3 separate regions of the Zea mays genome follow, and all the other regions are linked to region 3. Evidence: chromatin contacts called from public Hi-C data. All regions are on one chromosome and are shown on one strand. The core of a region is the stretch at or near the end of the contact, and the rest is flanking DNA. Distances in the headings are between cores, read along the strand shown.

Region 1 (3,896 bases), core at 429-2,928, 140 kb before region 3:
CATCTAAGTATGATTACTGAGCTAAAAAAGAGCCCATAGTATGTATGACTACCTTGCAAGTTTCGCCCACGAGAATATCAATTTCTACTTGTTATTGGCAGCACCGATGGTTTGATCGGTTTGTCAGTATTCAGTGTCATGACGCTGAAAATGGCGCTAAATAGGCTTGTGTTCAAAAGGCAAAGAAGTAAAGGAGGATGTGGTTGTGGGCCGGCGTCTGCGTAAGCCCAGTGCGCGCTATCCTGCGAGCGTATGGGCTAGCTAGCGGACTATTGTAACGCGCTATCCGCTCTCCTGTGACGTATGGACTAGCTAGCGGCCTATTGTAACAGTAGACAAGTATAAAAGAGCGAAGGCGTATACCATAAAAGGATATGAATGATACAACATAATTCCATACCCTGTTCTATTATCTCCTATTATCGTATTCCTTCATCCAGATAGCTGTAGCAGTAGAAGGCGTGTAATGGTTGTAGTCAGGTTCAGTTTAGATATTTTAGCCTGCCCTACTATAGCCCGCTAGAACCAAGCAGTGTCCAGGCTAGGCTGTCGGTTGCCTATTTAGACCTGATTGAGAATTCATCTTCCACGGTTTAGTTTCACAGTTATTCCACGGTTCATCTTGCTAAGAATCTCCTGGTAACCGAAGCAGGTCAAAACTAGAACAAATTCGAATTCAAAACTGAAACTCGGCAGGAAACACGACCCAGAATCCAGCATAATTAAGAGCCCTCGGCGATTATATGAGCCACAAACTATTTCTCCCCCTGTGGTGCTGGGCTGCTGGCCTTGGAGGGCAGAGGGTCACGCGGACGCGAAAGCCCCCTCCCCCTCTACTCGTCGCTGCCGGCGACCATGCGCACGGGCGGGTTGTGGCGGTCGCGGGGCAGCCTGAGGCGGCCGAAGGCGCCGGCGGGGACGAGCTCCAGGTTCTCGCAGTTGCAGATCTCGATCATGAAGCCGTCCGGGTCCCTGAAGAAGAGCTGGTCGATGGGCGACCCTTCCTCCTCGTTGATGGTCCGCTTCATGTACCGCACGCGCATCTCCCGCAGCCGCCGCTCCATGGCGCCCATGTCCTCGCACTGGAACGACACGTGGTTGTCCATGGGGTCCAGCTCCGCCTCCTCCGGCCTCACGTCGGGGGCCCGCCGCGCGTCGTCGCGCTGCACGAGGTGGATACCCACGCCGTAGTTGAAGAGCCTGTAACCAGGAGCAGCAGGAGATGATTGTCACCTCATGGCTCGTGCATGTGTGAACTAATGGTCCGTTCGAACAAGTCAGCCGGCCAAGCCAAGTATATATATGGTCCTTAGATACCATGCGCCGGAGAAGTCGAGCGCCGGCGGGCGCTGGATGAGCACGAAGCCGAGCGCCTTGACGTAGAACCGGACGGAGGCGTCGACGGATTCGCACAGGCGGGAGATGTGGTTGAGCGCCATCATCGGCGTCGCCGGCACGTCCTCGTACAGCTTCGCCGAGACGGCCGAGTCGTGGGTCGGGTCACCGACGAGCTCCTTCTCCGCGTGACGCCCTCCTCCTCCGCCCGCTTCGTCCTGCAGCAGCTGCCGGCCCGCAGCCGCCGCGTCCCTGCACGCTTCTCCCATGGTCAGTCTCAGTCCTGGCCTCTTGGGGGTGTTCTACTCTCCACGCGCTGGCTGGGTGTCGATCCGATCCGCCACAGACCAGAAGCGACGCCACCCGCGCGGCGCTACCTATAGAAGGCGAGCGGGGCTCTGCGTGCACGTGACCGTGACGCATGGCGCGGGAGCGCGGTCGTGCCGTCGCGCCGGAATGCCACGTTCCCATGCGCCGCTTGCATGGATGGGTGGCCTCGGCCGACGTGGCGGCCGTAAGGCCCGCCACGGCAGTAGCCTGGGACTGGGACTCGAGAGCGCGCGCCCCTGTCAGGTCGGCACCGTGTGGCCGCCAAGCGGCCAAGGTGGCGTGCTGACGCCGTCTGCTACACTCTGCTTGCAGGCATGCCATGCGCCCATGCCCATGCCCGTGCCCCAGCCCCTTGAGTCCGAGCGGGCACGTGTGAGTTACTGAGTTGCGAGCGCCACCGTCACCCCACCCATGCATGCGCCCGAACTTTTTGTATTTTGTCCGTTTCTCTGAAAAAAATTCACGTTTAGACCTTAAAAAATTTTAATGTCACTTTTGGACCCTTTACTCGGCGTCATAGCCTATAGCGCCGAGGTAACACATCTCGGCGCCATAGGCTATGACGCCGAAGAACGTGTTGCGCTGGCACAACCTAGACGACGTGGCGCCAACGTGGCACCGAGCTCGGCGCCAAGATCTATGCCGCCGAGCTCGAATATGTAATGACAAAACTCATCTAGCTTAGTCGGTAGAGTATAAGGTTTTTAACCTTGAGGTTGTGGGTTCAAGTCTCATGGTGGGCGTTTAATAGTTTTCTTTTTTGTCTTTGTCACAAATTTGTTTTTTGTTGTCCATATTTTTTGTTTATGTTGCTGATTTGTCCGTCCAGATTTATTTCTCATCTAGATTTTTTTTGTTTTTGTGACTGATTTGTTTATTCATCTATATATTTTTTTGTTTTTGTTTATTCAAACTCCGTAACGCAAGGACCATGTACATAAATAACCCACCCTTTAGAAGTACGGAGTACTTTATAAAATCATCCCGTCGTTGTACTTTACCACAAATGTGTATTGAATATCACTCTACCAACTAAGCTAGACAAGCTTTGCAATTATATATCCGAGCTCGGTGCCATAGATCTTGGCGCCGAGCTCGGTGGCACGTCGGCGCCACGTCGTCAGGGGTGGGACAGCGCAACACGTACCTCGGCGCCATAGGCTATGGCGCCGAGCAAAGAGTCCAAAAATGACATCAAAATTTTTTAAGGTCCAAACCTGAATTTTTTTCTAAGAAAAGGACAAAATACAAAAAATTCGGTGCATGCGCTAGGTTGTGATATGCCGCAAGGTGTCACAAGGGTTCACCAATTTCGTTTACATTGATCGAATTTCGACCAAATTTTGACTTTTATATTTTTATATTTTGAATTAAAATCCATTTAAAATTGGGCTGAAATTAGTTTTTCGGTGAGTAGCGAAAACGGAAAATATTACCAAAATTCGTTGATCTCGTTCCGGAAAATTAAACCCCGGTGTCACTACTAGTCATGGGTCGTGCTTCGGTCTAGAACGAAAAGTCCCAAAAACTTGCAGGTTTAGTCTAGCTTTAAATTAAGTAGGATCTTCATCGCACCATGTTAACCTAAGCTCGATCTATATATTTGAACCACATAAAAATCTAAATATTGTAACCATATAATGTCTATAGCTTATTAAATTAAAGAAATTAAACACTATAAGTTTTATTGGCCCAAGCCGATCTAAGATTGGCACATGCATGTGGATCGTGTCGGATCTCAATAGGCCGAAAATTGAGGTCCTGTCTAGATCTACCTTCGAACCGTGCTATTTTGATCATATCATTTTATGTTGAGCCATACTTTAGTCTCTTATTTTTTGACCGTCGAGCTAGCCTAAAAAGCTCTGTTCATATTTCTAGCCCTAACAATGTCATGCTCAGCACTTACTAGCATATGTCTATGCGTTGTCAATAAATCTAAAATTTTCAATACATAAGATATAGAAAATATGGTGAATAAAAAATGAATAGAAAAATAAATTTTAGTTTACCTTAATAAGCTAAGTACTAGTGGCTTGCGCGCGTAGTGTCACTATATTTGCTTTGATAAAATGAAGTGTTCATGTCAACGACAATATTAACATTTGTTCCTGTGGATATATCGCTGGATATGAAAACTGCAGGGAAGAGAGGATAGATGTTGTTGTCCTATGGATTGTGATATAGCTGAGAACAATACCCTCCGCGTAGAGGAAGAGGATGGATCTAAT
Region 2 (3,873 bases), core at 56-2,555, 250 kb before region 3:
CAGCCACCATGCACACCAGCATCTCTCAGTTTTACAACATATACAAAGTTGAAGTTTAACCAACATGATCTTGGAAACGACTATTGTGCAATCAAACCTTATGTGCAAACGTGCAAGGGAGCGTCCTAGTCTGTTAGATCATGATCCAACCGTATGTCATATTTAACACTTAAACACTTCCACCACCAGCTCACATAGATTTATTAACACACCACAGTTATATCTACAGTTGGATCATGATCTAATGATCTGATGAACCAGGATGTTGGTTTGCACGCTTTCACATAAGGCATGATTGTACAGTAGTCGTTGCCCATAATCTTAGAGCACATACATCATTTCCTACTCAAGATAATGATCAATTTAGCAAGTTCCAATTGGGCAGGTCAGTTCAATTTGGCAGGCACCACAAAGTTTTGTGACATGCACACCCGTCTCACACACATAGGGTAAGGAAGACTCACCACATGCTGCCGCGGTACTTGAGGGTGTATGGGCCGCTCTCGAGCGACCTCCCGAAGTGGGTATGCACCTTATCCTGACCCTTGCCGCTCTGGTCGACGAGCGTGAGCTCGAACAGCGCGCGCACATCGGTGCCCTCGCTGGCGAGGGCTATGAAGAGCGAGACGTAGGCAGCGCCGTCCTCGGCGCTCTTCCCGTCGGGGTAGAAGTAGATCGCCCAGTCGAATCCCCCCACGTTGAAGGACTCGGAAGCGATGAACTTCCCCACCCCGATTCCCTTGGAGAGAGAGTAGCCCGCGATTTTGAAGTGGTGGGAGCCGTTCACCGTCTTGGTGACCGACGTGGACGCCGTCTCTGAAGGAGCCGAGGAAGGGGAGGCGGAGGACGACGCGGCGAGCGTCGAGAACGGCCGCCCTGCGGCGGGGGAGGCGGAGGAGGGGCCGCCGCGACAGACACGGCCGGCGCCCATCGCGGAGAAACGGATCGAGATCGGGCTAGGGTTCCACCCCGAGCGGCGGCGATTCGGCGCGGATCGGGGCGGGGGCGCCGGATTCAGACGCGGGGATTCCAGTGTGTGTGGGGGTGAGGGGGCGAGATGAAACGGAGACTCGCAATGAAACGATGGCGATGGCGATGACGATGGCGATGGCGATGACGAGCCGGCGAGGAGGTGGTGTGTGGTTTTGTTTGGGTTGGTACGGGTTCTCTTTGGGTTTCGCCTGGGGGTAATAATATACGTACGGCTCGCCGTCGACGACTGGCCCGGAGCACCCGGAGACGACAGAAGGTTGGATGGACACCTGAAACCTGATGACCTGAACTCGCGTTGCTGTTTGCCAGGCAGGCAAACCAGCTTGCGTCCGGTAAGACCGGTTTGAGGAATTTTCTATATAATACTAGACTAGTTAGCGTTTTATATATTACTAGTTAATGACCCGTGTGTTGCTCGAGTATATTATGTTTGATGAGTAATAACCATAACAAAGACGTATCAATGTTACATAATACAATGCTTGTGTATTATGATGCCACACAAAAACAGATATTACATTTTATCTTGGTTAAAAGACCTAAAGAGATATGAGTTAGAAAGGAACATACACCGTGTGTCGCTTTTCTGTCGTGTTGGGTTTGTATGATTTTTCACGGTGTATCCGTGATGTAGCGGCCCACTAATACATCCTTAGGTAGCTTTCACGGCCTATAACAGTTGGTAAGGGAGGTGAATAGGCATACGTATTTCGCGCGTGAAGCATGACGACCATCGAAACTGATGTTTTATAGTAGTAGATAGATAGATTATAGTAGTAGATAATACTCTCTATCCTAAAAACAATAAAAACATCTATTTTCTAATGATATTAACTATAAAAAAACATGGTATCAAATTAACATCATTTTGAAATGTAGTTTCATAACTTACCTCTTTGATGTGATAAATATTAATATTATTTTGTATCTTTCTGCTTAAATTTTATGATAGCTTGTTTTAGGATAAATTTTGATTCCTTGTATTTCAACACAAAAGTGGTAGTAGTGTTTATAAAGCACACTTAGTTGTATTATAAAATCAGTTTCTTAAAAGGAACATGGTGCAACGATGGTTTAGGCTAGCTGCATCGGTTCCCGCCAGACCGCCCCCTCCCCTCGATCTCGTGGCTACAGGAGCTCCCACGGCTGCAGCGGTGTCCCCTATAAGGCCCCGGCCGGCGGAAGTGAATAGAATTCCGCCAGAAACAGCATGAGGACACTGGCTCCCCTTTCTTTGTTCGCGTGTACGTCAGTTTTTTTAATAGTTGAAGAAACTTGATAATATATGATGAATATGGTTGAATAATGATATTTTATGATTGTAGTGTGGTATAGAGAGAATATAGGAGGAACTGTTGCGGGAGATGAAAAGTAGAAGGTAGAATCTAGCTAAGGTGGCACAAAAGTAGGCTATAGGGAGACAAATTTAAAGAAAACCACTGCGGATACCTTTATCCTTAAATCTTATAGCGAGGGCGCTACTTCGATCATGATCTAAAATTGAGAGGAAACATGTGCTTTTAAAATTTTGGACTCTAACGATATGTTTTTTAAATTTTCAAAAACAAGGTAATTCTAAAGGAGACGTAAAATACAAGTAGCACGAGACAAGCAATGATCGTTCAACTTAGTTCACGTATTAAAACCATTTCTACACCCAATCGACCTCCATTGGGCTAAAAGACTCCAACCAATCCATTCAGACGATCATATCACAGTGGGGTAGTTTGAAAAATGTTAAGTCTGACACGAACTCATATCCTTGTATCTAACACTTGGCCTGTAATATGGCGTGCTGGCAAGGTACTACTGCTCCATTAGCCACTTGCACATGCAGACAAGAAGATTTCTGTGATACACCTTGCAAGGACTGCTTCCACTTGTCATTCAAGAATGAATGAGAACTTCCACCGTCAATAAGAATCAATGGTGGTATTCCTTGAATACAGGGCAGTAATTTCAAAGTATGTGGAGTTTCTGAACCCAGCCATGCTGCTTTGGAAATTGATAGAAACAGTTGTGCAGATGGTTCCTCAACTGTCTCCACCACTGGCTCTTCTTCTGGTTCTTCAGACAACAATTCCCATACTTCTTCCATGGCGTACAATTGAGCTGTGGCCACACATTTATGACCATAACTCCACTTTTTCGCGCACTTACCACACAGTCCCTTGGTCCGTCTGAAACGACGCAGAGAATCCAATTTGTCCGAAGAAGACCATTTATCTGGTTGTGCACCGCTCTTCATGATTTCCTCCTTCTCCATCTTGCCAAGAGATGATGGTGCTTTGTAAGATGTTCGTCCAAATGGTGGTTATGTACGTTGCCATTTACTTGAAGATGTCGCTTCCTCTTGCACCAATGCGAGAGAGCAAGCAGTATCGAGAGTCGAAGGCCTTTGCACCATTACGACAGACCTAATATCATCACGTAAGCCGTCCACGAATCTCATGGTGTAATACAATGGATCGACATTGGCTTCGTAAGCTGAAAGATGATCCACAAGAGTACAAAATTGCTCTACATAATCGTCCACCGATCCTAATTGTCGTATTTGGAACATCTTACGAATCAGAGATTCATGCTGATCACAGCCAAACCACTCATGTATTTGGAGGCAATATTCAGACCAAGACATGGACCGAATTCGGCACCCGATCGACTGCAACCACCCAACTGCTCGTCCTCCAAAATGCATATACGCAATTTTAACCCATTTGCGTCTCTCTACTTAATACATGTCGAAGTAACTCTCACATCGTGATTTCCACAGCTGTGGATTATCACCATCGAACTGCGGGAAATTAATCAGAGGCAAATTACCTTGACCCCCTCTATTTGCTTCCTGATTATCCTCCCAATCAAAATTATGACTCATGC
Region 3 (3,526 bases), core at 811-3,310:
CCTTAGGTCGTCTGCAATAGTCCACCCAAAGTTTATCTAAAAACATTATTTTTGCACTGTTCTGCGTTGTAGACTGCACTGTTCACAAAGTGGAGTTTGATTATGGGTATGTGGATTGGTAAGGTGCTTGAGATAGCCTTATATAGTTGATAGACGTGGTTGAGCTTCTTTGGATCTTCAAATCCTAGCGGCTGCTCAACATAGACCAATTCTTGAATCGGTCCATTTAGGCGCTCTTGACGCTCACTTGGTAGAGCTTGAAATCATGGTGAGTGGCATAAGCAATTAACATTATTATTGACTCTAACCTGGCCACCGATGCATAACTCTCTCCAAAGTCGATGCTTTCTATTTGAGTGAATCCTTGAGCAACTAGCCTTACCTTGTTCTTGTAACCACGTCATGTTCATCTTACTTGTTTCGAAAGACCCACTTGGTTCCAATCACGTTTTTCTTAGTTCTTTCAACCAAGGACCAAACTTCATTCCTTGTAACCAAGGTGTTGCATATCTGTATCTGCAATATCATGTGTGTTTGTATTAAATTTTGAATTTCCATTTAATATTCCTTTTCGTTCGTTTTTATACACCAGTTTATCTCACTTCTATTGTTTCCGACTATTCGACGACCGCTGGAGCTCCAGGCCCGCTGGCCCCACCCACCTCGTTTTGAGTTTCGACAATCCATAGTTTTTTTATTCGTGCAAATTTGTCAAAATAGTTAGAAAGAATCAGAGAAAGTGGTAAGTGGAGCTTATCAAAGGATAAATTAGGTCGTCTCAATCAAATTATCTAGAGTCAAACAAATATTTTGGATTTGGAGTCAAACACTGTAGATCATAGATTCAAACTATGGATCAGATTCACTAGTAGAGCTGTCTCAATTTGATCCACATATTACAGATACATGTTGGAATCTAAAATGGTCCACGTCACTTATGTTAGTTCGTTTAGTTTTAATCCGTATAAGCTTCCGACAGCTGCCTTTTTAACAGGAAGCGAACAGCTGAACGACCCTTGATCGCTCGTAAATAGGTAGGGCCTGTTTGGAATAGATTCTGTGCAGCTTCTGGTGGGGAAAAGCTGGATCTCGATGCCAAACGCCTGAATTCTCCACTTGGGTAGTGTTTGGTTGGAGAGCCAAGTAGAACGGAACCGTTCTGTTCCAGTTTTGTTGTTGTTTGGTTACAAAGTAACTAGAACGGAATGGCTTCAATTAGAGAATATTCTCCTCAGATCCGGAACCATTCCGCTCCAAAAAATCAATGGAACGGAGCCGCTCCGTTCCAATCCCGCTCTCACAGTCACGCTCCGTTCCGTTCACTCTGCAACCAAACAAAAAATAGAACCGCTCCGTTCCAGATTACCAAACACAGAACAGAGCGGCTCCGTTCCTAGAATCAGGGATGGAACGGCTCCGTTCTACTTGGCTCCTCAACCAAACACTACCTTGATTCTCCTTGAAGCGCTTCTTTCCACTGCACCGTTTCAACGTGGATGGAGAATCGGCTCTACGGCCGCGTCGCGAGGAAGCGGGTGATTCCTGCACTACCTCTTTACATTCTGCACACTAGTGTGTGATGCTGTTCGTATATTTTAAGATTGAGTATAGCGTGGCAAAAGGCAAGGAACGTGTTCGATTCCAACGAAGGTTTAACTCACGTAAATTCAACACATGTTTCTGATGAAGGTTTAACTCATGTTTGGAACAGTATATCCATGCGCTGCTGCCATTGCAGTTGTTTAGTGTACCTTTAATCCTCATGTTCAGATATTAACAATACCATAATTTGGACATTTAAGCATATATATTTCAGACACTGATATTTAATAATCCTATCAGTCCCGTAATGCACTAGTTGGTTGTCTGTATTTATCTGTTTCTTTTTTAATCAGAATCTACAATTTCATAATCTGCGTATCTAAACATCCAAATTCTACCTACCAATTTCTCTTCACAGCAGCCGAACCAAACACCCAGATTCTAATCATCAGCTTTTACTACAGCCAATTTTTCTTCACAACCAACATTTAAAAAAAGTTCTTTGAAAAAAAGCCGGCCGAAGGCTTCCAAATCAAGCGTCTCAGCACGCCAGGCAGGGTAAGCCGTAAGCGCAAACCCCCGCCCGATCAGATCCGCAGCGATTCGGCCAAGTCCCGAACGGCCGAACCCCTCTCCCGCTGCATCACCACCACCTCTCTTCTCTTTCCTCTTCGATCTCGATCGCCCTCGCAATTCCTCCGTAAAGCGCCCCTGCCCTGGGCGAGCTATAGCGCGCGCGCCCAGATCTGCGCGGTCTCGCCGGCGATGGCGTGCATCAAGAGCGCGCAGCGGGCGGCGCTGACGGCGTTGGCGCCGGACGCGCCGTACCTCGCCGCGGGCACCATGACCGGCGCCGTCGACTTGAGCTTCTCCGCCTCCGCCAACATCGAGATCTTCCGCCTCGACTTCCAGTCCGACTCCCCGGACCTCCCGCTCCTCGCCGCCGCGCCCTCCCCGGACCGCTTCAACCGCCTCTCCTGGTCGCGCCCGGGCGCCGTCGAGGGCGACTCCTTTTCGCTTGGACTCCTCGCCGGTGGCCTCAGCGACGGTTCCGTCGCCGTGTGGAACCCGCTGAGCTTGATCAGGTCCGGATCCGCCTTCCTCGCTCCGCTTCGCACTTGGGATCTGCTCCCGTTCTGACTGAATTGCCGCTGTTTCAGCTCCGAGGGGAAAGCGGAGGACGCCATGGTCGCGCGTCTGGAGAAGCACACCGGACCGGTGAGTTGCGCGGGGCTGGCTAGTTAGTTTTACGCACCTGGCGTTCGTCGTGCGATGATCGCGTTTGTGTTCGGTCTGCCAGGTTTGTGGACTGGAGTTCAGTGAGCTGACACCGAATCGGCTCGCTTCTGGGGCTGAGCAGGGGGAGCTTTGCATCTGGGATCTCAAGAACCCCGTTGAGCCAATTGTGTACCCTCCACTCAAGGTACTTGCAGTTTTGCACAGAGCTTATCCTCATACAAGAGGATTAAGGATTTGCCTGATTGGTTAATGGTTATTCGTGAGATGCATGGTTTCTGCTACTTATGGCTTCTAATGATTCAGTAGTGCTTTTCATTCCATGGTAAACATGATTTCACCGTGCTTGCTTACGATGACCCTAGCATGATTTTTGCCATTCCAGCAAGGTTATTAAAACGATAAAACATTGAAACACTCATGGGTGAAGTTTTGACTTTTAAACACAAAGTTTAAACGTAGTTTTAAACAAAATATGAAAAATACAAATATATCATAATTTCAGACAATAATATAATAACATGAAGTTAAATACCAAAACAGAGAGGTTAGTGGCTTACCAAAATTTCACCCATGAGCCAGATTGGACCCAACCAAAAGTAACTAACAGATTGGACCCAAAAGTAGCTAATGGTCTAAAACACATGAAACTCTGCGTTCTACAGTTTAGAACGCCAAAATGCGGTTTCAACTATGTAGGAGAGCTGCGTGTCATTTCATTAAGATAGAAAAGAAAACAAGGGTAAGG

What was found. A called contact is a pair of places that touch in the nucleus more often than the background predicts.
Region 1: a contact with region 3 is called in a Hi-C map of leaf, with 5 times the contacts expected there. The contact joins the promoter of LOC103633514 here to the promoter of LOC103633515 in region 3. A contact is called at or near these places in 11 of 25 Hi-C or Micro-C datasets (bundle sheath, ear, endosperm and 3 more) and 2 of 3 datasets of contacts at active chromatin or transcription factors (leaf and seedling).
Region 2: a contact with region 3 is called in a Hi-C map of leaf, with 4 times the contacts expected there. The contact joins the promoter of LOC100191618 here to the promoter of LOC103633515 in region 3. A contact is called at or near these places in 2 of 25 Hi-C or Micro-C datasets (ear and leaf).

Annotation. Positions count from the first base shown.
Region 1 is chr7:179,778,699-179,782,594 of Zm-B73-REFERENCE-NAM-5.0, forward strand. It overlaps LOC103633514 (Lactoylglutathione lyase / glyoxalase I family protein), which reads right to left and starts at 1,679. Exons shown (of 2, transcript NM_001159159.2): 1 at 1,318-1,679; 2 at 698-1,200. The coding sequence starts at 1,604. The coding sequence ends at 834.
Region 2 is chr7:179,668,066-179,671,938 of Zm-B73-REFERENCE-NAM-5.0, forward strand. LOC100191618 reads right to left here and starts at 1,306. Exons shown (of 4, transcript NM_001137047.1): 1 at 465-1,306. The coding sequence starts at 931.
Region 3 is chr7:179,920,265-179,923,790 of Zm-B73-REFERENCE-NAM-5.0, forward strand. It overlaps LOC103633515 (protein transport protein SEC31 homolog B), which reads left to right and starts at 2,061. Exons shown (of 22, transcript XM_008655197.3): 1 at 2,061-2,627; 2 at 2,703-2,760; 3 at 2,843-2,965. The coding sequence starts at 2,308.